Regions from separate parts of the Gossypium hirsutum genome. Here region 1 is linked to region 2. A link is a contact called in public Hi-C data. All regions are on one chromosome and are shown on one strand. Each heading gives the region's core, a stretch centred on a gene start, on an enhancer-like site or on the middle of the called end of the contact. The rest is flanking DNA. Distances are from core to core; before and after follow the strand shown.

Region 1 (5,156 bases), core at 1,748-4,247, 43 kb after region 2:
GCGATTCCAACTTACACGATAGCCTGTTTCCTATTGTTGAGAACTCTGTGTGATGATATTGAGAATATTATTGCGAAATTTTAGTGGCAGAAGGGCAGAGGAAAAAAAGGTATTCATTGGTGCATTTGGCAAAATCTTTGCAGTTTGAAGGAAAATAGGGGTTTATGGTTTCGAAAGTTAAGCCAATTTAATGTTGCATTGTTAGCTAAGCAAGGTTGGTGATTGATTAATTACCCTAACTTATTATTAGTGAAAGTTTTGAAGGCAAAATATTATCCGCAATCAAATTTTCTAGAGGCTCGGTTAGGAAATCTACCTTCCCTCACCTGGAAGAGCATCTGCGCTTCGAAAGGACTTCTTCAAAGTGGGCTATACTGGAGAGTGGGAACTGGGAAGGAGATATCCATTTGGAATGATTGTTGGATTCCCAGGATTGACACAATTGATAGGCAGAGTAGGATAGAAAACGAGAAGCTAGAGTTAGTCTCGAATCTTATTGAAAGTTCGAATATGAAAAGAAAAACAAAGCTAATATGCAATACCTTTCAAGACGAGGTTGCTCAAAGAATATTGCAGATCCCCCTTGCAGAAACAAGCCATGCTAATTTTCAAGTTTGGAAGGGAGAACAATCTGGGGAATTCTCTATACGGAGTACCTATAAACTATTACAAGATTCTTTACTAGATCCTAGTAGTATTATATTACAGACTGAATCAAAAAAATTTTACAGCAAACTCTGGAGCCTACAACTTCATACAAAAATCGCAATTACAGTTTGGCGTATCTCCTGGAATTATCTGCCCACGCTTATAAACCTTAGGAGTAAAAGGGTGCTCACGAACGTTCGTTGCCTTTGTTGTTGTTCGAGGGATGAAGACTGCTCTCACATATTCAGACAATGCCCTACAAGTTTAGAAGTTCGGAAGATTTTAGATCTTTCTTGGGTCACTAACAACTTAATCTCTGAGTTTTGGGAATAGCTTACCTCGGTATTCCTGCAAGGGTCCGAAGAGTAAAGTCGACTCTTTTGCTATGCCTTATGGCTAATATGGTACTCAAGAAACCAACTAGTACACGAACGGATATCCATAACAGGAAGACAACTTGCACAAAACATTCTAAGTTTCAAGGCTGAACAATATGGGGCAAGAACAAAGCAGAAATCACCAGATCTGGCTCGAAGGCACAGAAGTATGGAAATCTTACCAATGGTTAATATACACTTTGAAGTTGCGTTCAACAAGAGAATTTTCAGATCTGTCTCTGGGGTGGTGGTTTGGGGTCGTAGAAATGAAATTCTGGCATTGAAGACGGTCCTTCACAATAGTATTCCATCTTCGTTCGCGGTAGAAACATATGCAGGGTTGGAAGCAATTAAGTTAGGGATCTTAATGGGTTTTTGAGAAGCACAGATTAAAGGGGATTCACGAACAGTAATCAGGAAGTGTCAAACAACAGAAACAGACAAATCAGCCATAGGAGCAATCATTTGAGATATTCAAAACATGTATTTCCTTTATCTAACAATAGAATTCAAGCATATTCCTAGAATAGAAAACATGCGTGCCCATCAGATTGCAAAAGATGCCTTAGAGAGCGGAGTAACCTCTTACCTGGTACAAAGAGACCCGAATCTGCTAGACTTGCTTTTGGAAGGGCGCTGGGCAAGAAGTCCAGACTAGAATACGCTGGAGAGGAAATGGGTTTTGATGATAGCAATGAATGTTTAATTTTTTGGGCAGAGCTATTGACTGAACGGTTGGGTAAGTTTGAAATGACGACTCGTATAATATTATGAAGTACAGCCGGCGTTGAAATGACTGGGGTTGATTAGGTTACTCTTTTTTTTCTAGATTCATTTATTATTGCTGTCGATTTCTATTTCTTTATTTTTTTTTAATTTTTGCTTTTAGGAAACTTAATCTGTTCGATTTTTGCCCTGATTAGGGCCTTTATTCTTCTCTGGTTGTTGGGCAGGTTTGAGGCCCACTTTTAGAAGTATTTATTTTCATTATATATAAAAGCCCAGTTGTTTATATTTCAAAAAAAAAAACATCATCATATTATCGGAATAAATTTAATTTTATAAAACTATTAAATATTTTAATTTTAAAAATAATATTATTTCTAAGATATATTATCTAAAAATTTAAAATAATTAATTTTATTATTAATTAAATTTATGTTGGTGAAGATATAATAACAAAAATTATTATTTAAGTATAAAATTAAAACCAAATTTTAAATAATGATAATTAAAATCAAATCTTAATTAACGTGTATTTTCATGAATTATTTTTTAAAATTAATGGTTATATATAAATTATTTATTTAATCACACTTATTTAAATGAATAAATTTGCTTCTAATTTTTTTGTCAAATTAAAATAAAAATTTTAAAAATAGATTTATAACTTTTAGAATGGGTAAATTCCTTTTTAAACCATCCATATTTTGTTAAATTATTTAAAAGTTCTCATCATTCTTAAATCACACTTTAAGTTCTCATTGTTTCTAACCTTTTAAAAATTAAGAAATTTCCTTATTAAAATTACAAAATTAGACCTCATCATTTTTTATTTGTTCTAAAAAATAATCTTTCAGTCAAAAATTAAATAAATTATTTAATTAATTATAAATTTTATTTTGTTAAAAATAATTATAAATAATTTTTTATATATTACAATTTTAAAAAAAAAATAAACAATACACACAATAAGCCTATGCATCACACATATAAAAAACCTAGTATTCAAATATAAATTTAAAAAAAAAACTGTCCAGATAAAAATTTACAAATACAGATAATTAGTAGAATAATTATTCAATATTGATGATATAATTATTAGTAAAAAGAATGGATTTTTTTTTTGAAATTAAGAATGGATAATTTTTAAAATTTAAAATTTAAAATAGTGAAAAGGATTTAAATGTTTTGTAAAAATTCTAAAAAGATATATAGAACAATTTTTTAAGTTGTTTTCCAAATTCCAAGCTCAAAATGATATTTGCCATGGATTCTTTAGTTGAATGGCTCCTGTTCCTCGTTGTTTTTCTTTCAATTTCAATAAGTAGCAGCAGTGCTGGCCGGATTGGTATTCCGAGGGGAGCAGCCGTCTTGAAGAAGCATCATCTTCCGTTGAAGAGAGCATTTTCTGGTGATCTTCACACTTATTTCTACACTCAAACACTGGATCACTTCAACTACAAGCCTGAAAGCTATGCTACTTTTCAGCAAAGGTATGTGATCAATTACAAGTATTGGGGCGGAGGCGCTGTTAGTGCTCCCATTTTTGTCTGTCTTGGAGCTGAGCAGGCTTTGGAAACTGATCTTCAAACCATTGGTTTCCTCGATGATAATGCTGCCCGCTTCAATGCTCTCATTGTATACATTGAGGTATGAATTTTTGAATTAAACACTCCAGTCTCTTCAATTAAGAAATGTGATTTTGATAAAAAGTTTCGGTTTGAATATTTGTAAATGGAAAAAATAAAATTACAATATATTGAATCTAATTAAATTTAGATTTGAGTTGAATTAAATTTTAAAAACAGATAAATATCTCCCATTTATAAGTATCTAACTCTTTACTACTCTGATACAACGTAAGTGGATTTAAGAAACATCAAATATTAACCTCTCTCTATATAAATTGCATCAGCATCGTTACTATGGAAAATCAGTACCATTCGGATCAAGGGAAGAAGCCTTTAGAAACGCATACAGAATGGGTTATTTAAACTCAGCCCAAGCTTTAGCAGATTACGCAGAAATCATCGCAGATATCAAGAACAATCTTCAAGCTTCACATTCTCCGGTGATCGTCATCGGAGCATCCTACGGGGGAAGTAAGTCTGATTTCCATACAAATTTTAAATCACAAATTCAATCCAAATTAAAAGCTACTCTCTCACAAATCTGAATCTTAAAAACAGTGCTGGCTTCATGGTTTCGGCTAAAGTACCCTCATCTGGCATTGGGAGCTTTGGCCTCATCCGCACCTGTTCTTTACTTTGATAATATTACACCAAGTGACGCTTTCTATTCAATCATCACTAAGTCCTTTAGAGTACTTACCACTCAACTCTCATTTTTTTTTCCTGGATTGTATGACTTGATAATTTCATGTAACTAACTAATCGGAATTAATAATGTACAGGAAACGAGCGAGAGCTGCTACCAAACTATACGAAGATCATGGTCTGTAATAGATTCATATGCTTCCCAACCCTGGGGTCTTTCTGTCCTCAGCTCCAAATTCAGAACTTGCTAGTATGGTTTTATTTTTCATTAATTCAGTAACAATATATGTAATTATACACGATCTGTATTTAAATTTATTTTTTTTGGGCCGGGGGGGTGTTATATTAGTCCATTGAACAGTGCTTCAGAGCTCAAAAAGGAGTTAGAGTCGATTTACGTGGTAGCAAGTCAATTTAATCAGCCAGCGTATCTAGTCAACCGGGTATGTGCAGCCATCGACGAAACTCAAACTGACGATATTCTTTTCAAGATCTTTGCCGCCGTTGTCGCTTTTAATGGGAATAACCGTTGCTATATTAATCCACCAAATCCTGAATCCCAAACAGTTACCGGATGGAAATGGCAGGTAATTCTTAACAATTGTTTATATTAAAAATAATTATAGTTTTAAATATAAACCTGAACTGTAATATTGGTATTATTTTTTAGACATGCAGTGAAATGGTGATGCCCATCGGCGTGGGCGAAAACACTATGTTCCAACCTAACCCCTTTGATTTGAACACATTTATAAATGATTGCATTCGAACGTATGGCGTTGCTCCTCGCCCTCATTGGATCACTTCTTATTATGGTGGCAATGTATCTATCTTTTTTCTCTATTTCTTCACAATTATTTTCTTTCATATTATTTATAAAATAAAGCCTCAACTCATACCTGCTTTATTTTGGTAAAAATAATTAATATATAAATGCCTATTTTACTTTATCAATTTTAGAGATAAATTTTGCAGGATTTTAACTTCATTCTCCAGAAGTTTGGTAGCAACATCATTTTTTCAAATGGGCTGCGAGATCCTTTCAGCGCGGGCGGGTAAATATATTTTTACCAAACAATATCTTAAAATGTAAAAAATTATGTTAATTATTTAACCTTTTTTATTAAATATT
Region 2 (5,256 bases), core at 2,279-4,778:
GGTTGAGAAAACAATTTAATTAATTTAATTAAATAAATAAATTGATCAAATAAATAATATTTTCGAAAATAGAAAACAGTATAATAGTTGAATAAATCCTGATAACACATATAACTAGATCTAATATATGGAAGACCCAATCAAGCCTTGTTACATACAAGGGGCGACAAATCCTAATATTTTTCTAAAGGTGTTGTCGCCCCTAACACTTCTACTTAAGGGTAGAAGTTGTGTTTTCTATTAAAATATTATTATTTAATTAGACTTTATTCGAACAGAACTCTTATATTATTTTTCTATAAATAAGAACTATGAGTTAAACCATTTACACAAATCGTTAGCATCGTTATTCTGTTAGAAAAAAGTGAAAATTTATTTTACAAAATAAATTCTATTTTATGTGAAAAACGCATAGTTTCTGGTTATAGAAAGAATCAACTTTCCCACTAAAAGTTAATAAAGTTTCATTCTATACGATTGGTTCGTGTTGTGTGATTTCACTCTTAAAGCAATTCGTGATTTGAGAATAGCGAAAAAAATTGTTTGGCGGAAAGTTGAGATTGACTTAACTGCCTCATACAAAGAACAATGATTTATTGTTATAAATATCATAAAACTCAGTTTTAAAGAAAAAATTAAACTTCCACTATGCCTAAAAACACTATTTTCTAAATAGATTTTTTTAACAATTGATATCAGAGTTGGGTTGTACCATGTTTATAGTATAAAACGATCTCAATTTTTTTCTCTTTCTCTCATTGTTTGATTAAATGAAGATGAGAAGTGACATTCTTAAATTGTATACATGTTTTGGATTATTATGTATGAGGATGAATGTTTGGATTATTTATATTATGTTATAAAATGATTTTATCGAAGATGGTGATTCCTAGAAACTAGATTGGATGTAATATTGGTTTTCGTAAATTTTGGGTTTGTAATTAAATCGTGGACTATCATCTCCACGCATGTTTATTTTAATTTTTATTTCTTGTAAAAATTAGAAAAATTCATGTGAGCCAAAAACGAACTAGGAATTTTTGTAACATAAATTTTCTGGCGGAAATCGAAGAAGTGAGGTGACTGACAACGTGAACAAAACCGAAATCAAAATTGAATGAGACAACACAAACTCGACAGGAACCAACGGTGGTGGTTGGCAATGAGCCGATTGGCGGTGGCCAACAGCGATGACCCAACAGTGGATCCCATTTTAGTTAAATTTAGTTGTCAAGTTTTGGGACTATTTTTTTGGGAGAACATGTTAATTTAAGATTTTTTTTGATATTTTTTAAAAAAACCCACCAGATACTTGATTTTCCCCCAAAAGATCCCAAAAAATGCTTTGGGAAAAATATTATAATTTTTATTATTTTATTTTTTTCTTTAGAATAGAATCATGAAAACTTTTAACTGATCAAAGTTAATTTAATTTTACAATTTTATAGCATGCTATATGAGAATGATATGAGATCAAATTTGCATGTTCATGCGTATATAATATAAGCATACCATATGGTTTTGGAAAGAGAATGTCACTTGTACTTGTCCTTGCATACTTAACCATTCATGATTGAAACTAGAATAAAAACCTTACATGTTCTTAAAACATTGAGTGAAAGAAAATTTCTAAATAAAGACCTATGACCTCTATCAATGGTCTTTGTGTGACTATGTGATAATACTTTGAGCAGATTTTACCCATGTCACACCCCATAATAAGTATTATCAAGTGGACTTCACCAGGGAAGATGACTAGTCCTATATTTTACTCATTAGATTGTCCCAAGATGATTCATATAGAGTACATATTTATGATGAGTGTTGAGTTGATAGTTATACACCTAAGATTATTTTAGTCAAGTAATTTCCTACGAAACTCTACTTAAGTTAGAATAATAGTCAAATGTGAAACGATTATTAATATGTGATCAGGGGTAAAGCCATAACAAATTTTTAGGAGGGCAAACGAAATTTTAATTTTTTATAGTTTATATATTTATAATTTTTTAAGAATTAAATCGAATTTTTATAATTTTAAGGGAAGCGAAAGTATAATTTTACCTTTACTAATTTAAAATTTTAAAAGGTTTAAATGGTAATTTTTCATTTTAGGGGGGGCTGGCAACGAATTCGCCTATGTATGTGATATCTAATGTGTTTGGATTCACATTTTAATTGGATGAGAATTCATATTCCTACTAGTTAGTTAAGATTTATCACACAGTGACTTAATCTAATAGGTGTTGGAATTATTGTTGCAATAGACTTACAAATGTTTTCAATGTTTAATGTAAGACACATGCATCGTCTAAATGCACAATATGTTAAATTTTTTTCGAATATTTGCTTAATTACAAAGATAATTTTCAGTTCAAAAATGATACCAACTCTCTTAATGTATATTCTTACTGAGAACAAATTGATGGGAAAGACTTATAAAGACTAAAACAAAAATCTCAGCATAGTAGAAAATGAAACTTAAATATTATTTTTGATAAATTATGTGGTTTGGACTTATTTAAAAATCTCAGCTTGACCCTGGTTTACTATTTTAATCACATTCGAAATTACAAAACTCCGATTTAGACCTATAATACATCGTTAAAAAAGGGTTAAAATATCTAACCATGCCAATTTAGTTCTTGTTGCCTAAAAATGTTGGAAAGATGCCAAAAATTACCTTGAAATCAGGGATACAAATATATCAAAAAACTAAAAATAATGCTTTAATTAAGGGGGTTTTTTGTTTTTTCAACCTTTAAATAATACACATTATTATGATTAAAATTAGATCTAGTAACATTCAGTATTTTTATATTTTTGTATTTTCTTCTCAACATGGGTTAACTTTTTTCTACTCAAATCAATTTCGAAAATCTGTTTCTTCAAATTTGTGAGATATAATTAATTAATTTTATCTCTTTTTAAGTATAAATATCTAGGTTTGATGAATATATACCTTATATTTGATAACTTAAAATATTTATGTTGTCAATTGAAATTTTAATTTTTTATTTGTTTAATTTTAACACATGCATGAGTATAAGCTACATTTGTGATTCATGTTACGTAGATATACAATTTACTCTAAATAAATCCCGTTTATGCAGATTTATTTATTAGAATTGTGTTTCTCTAAATTATAGAATTATTTGTTAATAATATAAATAATTTCAATGTTATCGAGAAAGTAAGAAAAGATTGTAACTATAATTAATTTATTAAAGAATATTTAATTCATCTTTGCATTAATTAATTAAATTCATTAATCAAAATTGAGGTTTGCTTTTATTTATATTTTCTTAATTTTTTATTTGTGATATTTCTTTCGGAGATTTTAACTTTAATTTCAATTTTTCATTTCAATCTCTTTTTTATTTTCATTGTACTTGCTTTCATTAAAATAAAATAAAATTATTACCAATCACTATAAATTCAATCTTAATCACTGTTATATACCAATTTTATATTTTTAGAAAAATTTTATTTTTGTTATTTTAACACCCACCAGGCGAACATTTGGGCAAGCCTCGGTAGTGGACCTAGACCCGAAGCGGCTTGCTCCTGTTGAGCCACTTAGGTACTTCATTGTGTCTTGCATTTCAAAAAACAAAATTTATATTATTATTATTATTATCAATTTTTGAGAGATAGATGTATTTTTATATCTTTTTAATTTTTTATAATTTCTGTAATAGTTTTAATTATTTTTTATGATAATTTTTAAAAATTTTATTATTATTTCCATCAATCATTATCAATGTTTATTAATAGTTAAATCGATTGATGATAATTTTTATTAACGAAAAAACTTAATTAATTTTATTTTTAACATTCAACACTCAAATTAGGTGCTTTCTTTAAAGGGTTGTCAATTTTTTTTATATATTAAGAGCTTTCTAAACCCTTTTGCTTTTATATAAACATTAGATTTTCTTTTTGATATTGGGAAAATATTTATTACGATATTATATAGAGGATGTAAACTGTCATGGGGTTATTATTTGTTTTTAATTTAATAAAAATAATATATTAAATGTAAAAAATATTAAAATAATAATTAAGTAGTTTTCAGAAGCTGATTTTGTTCTCCTTACTTTGATTGCCCAACCTTCATAAACCTAAATTTAAAGAAAGAGTTACTATGTAATAACGGTGATTCAGTGGCAACTATGGAAAACATGGCAATATTTAATAACGGTGCCGATGATGCAGTTTATAATGCTTTGAAAGAGTTACTCTATTGGAAGCCAAGTTCTTCCTTATCTCTTTACTCCAAATTGGTGATTTACTTTTGCCGTAGATTAGAGCTTCGAGCAAGGTAGTTCCCACACACAGAAAGGCTAAAATATAGCTACAACCATTGAAGAACTTATGAAGTGGAAAAATATTATGGAAAATGAAGGTGAAATGATTGATGAGATGTAAATCATCCAAGTCAACTTTCTAATAAAAAACTGTTTTTAAATATATTGGATTAAATCCCCATTATTGTTGCAGTTGAAATTTGTTTTCTAAAGATGTTTTAGAAAAAAATACTTTTTAAAATTTCGGTTAAAAATATTGTGGAAAAGTGTGATTGTGCATTTTTAATGTTATTCATTGTTATCCAAAATTGTAATTGAAAATTAAAATATCCTTTTTAGACATGATAGTGAAAAGTTAAAAATAATTTAAATTACCAATTGAGTCTTAACTCGATTAGCATGAATATTATTGTTAATGCAAATAATGTGGATTCGAATGTGTTGAAGCGTATTATCCTCCTATTTATGGGTTGAGGAAGAACTATAGATAGTTTTAGATATTATCTCAAAAACAAAACATATATAATCAGAACCTATAATAAAATTATTAAAAAAATATTTAAATTATATAATATTTAAATAATTTTAATATAATGGCCCATGAAGTATAAATTTAAATACCTTTTAATTAATTAATATAAATTATTTATAAAATTAATAATACTTAAAATATTTTAAAATTTTAAATATAATAATAAATTATATTTAAATAATTTAATAAAACAATACATGAAATATTTAAATAATTTAATATAATAGTACATAAAATATAAATTAATCTAATTTTTATATATTTTTTAAATAGTTAATACAAAAAGATTTTTTTTTATATAATTTTCACTTCCAAACACAAAATTAAAAATTATCTAAATCCCCAACTTTTGCTTTGACTTAAAAAATCAGATATTCTTCATTACTTCTGCAATTAAAAAACATTTTTAAAACT

The links. Hi-C and Micro-C count contacts between places; a contact is called where the count stands out from the background.
Region 1: a contact with region 2 is called in a Hi-C map of leaf, with 1.9 times the contacts expected there. The contact joins the promoter of LOC107953311 here to the enhancer-like site in region 2. A contact is called at or near these places in 8 of 34 Hi-C or Micro-C datasets (callus, hypocotyl, leaf and 1 more).

The regions. Positions count from the first base shown.
Region 1 is chrA07:19,447,491-19,452,646 of Gossypium_hirsutum_v2.1, forward strand. LOC107953311 (lysosomal Pro-X carboxypeptidase) reads left to right here and starts at 2,998. Exons shown (of 9, transcript XM_016888569.2): 1 at 2,998-3,398; 2 at 3,664-3,850; 3 at 3,938-4,071; 4 at 4,162-4,274; 5 at 4,374-4,611; 6 at 4,695-4,847; 7 at 5,000-5,079. The coding sequence starts at 3,003. It overlaps LOC107953312 (a long non-coding RNA gene), which reads right to left and starts at 1,857. Exons shown (of 5, transcript XR_001699179.2): 1 at 1,615-1,857; 2 at 1,208-1,336; 3 at 987-1,104; 4 at 543-904; 5 at 223-388.
Region 2 is chrA07:19,403,478-19,408,733 of Gossypium_hirsutum_v2.1, forward strand. No RefSeq gene overlaps it. Among protein-coding and RNA genes, the nearest start is that of LOC107953314, 12 kb to the left of the region's middle. Within about 2 kb of position 3,529, at least 1 of the 9 cell types and tissues checked has an H3K27ac peak or open chromatin away from gene starts, as enhancers often do. A contact at or near this core is called in leaf, where this site is marked.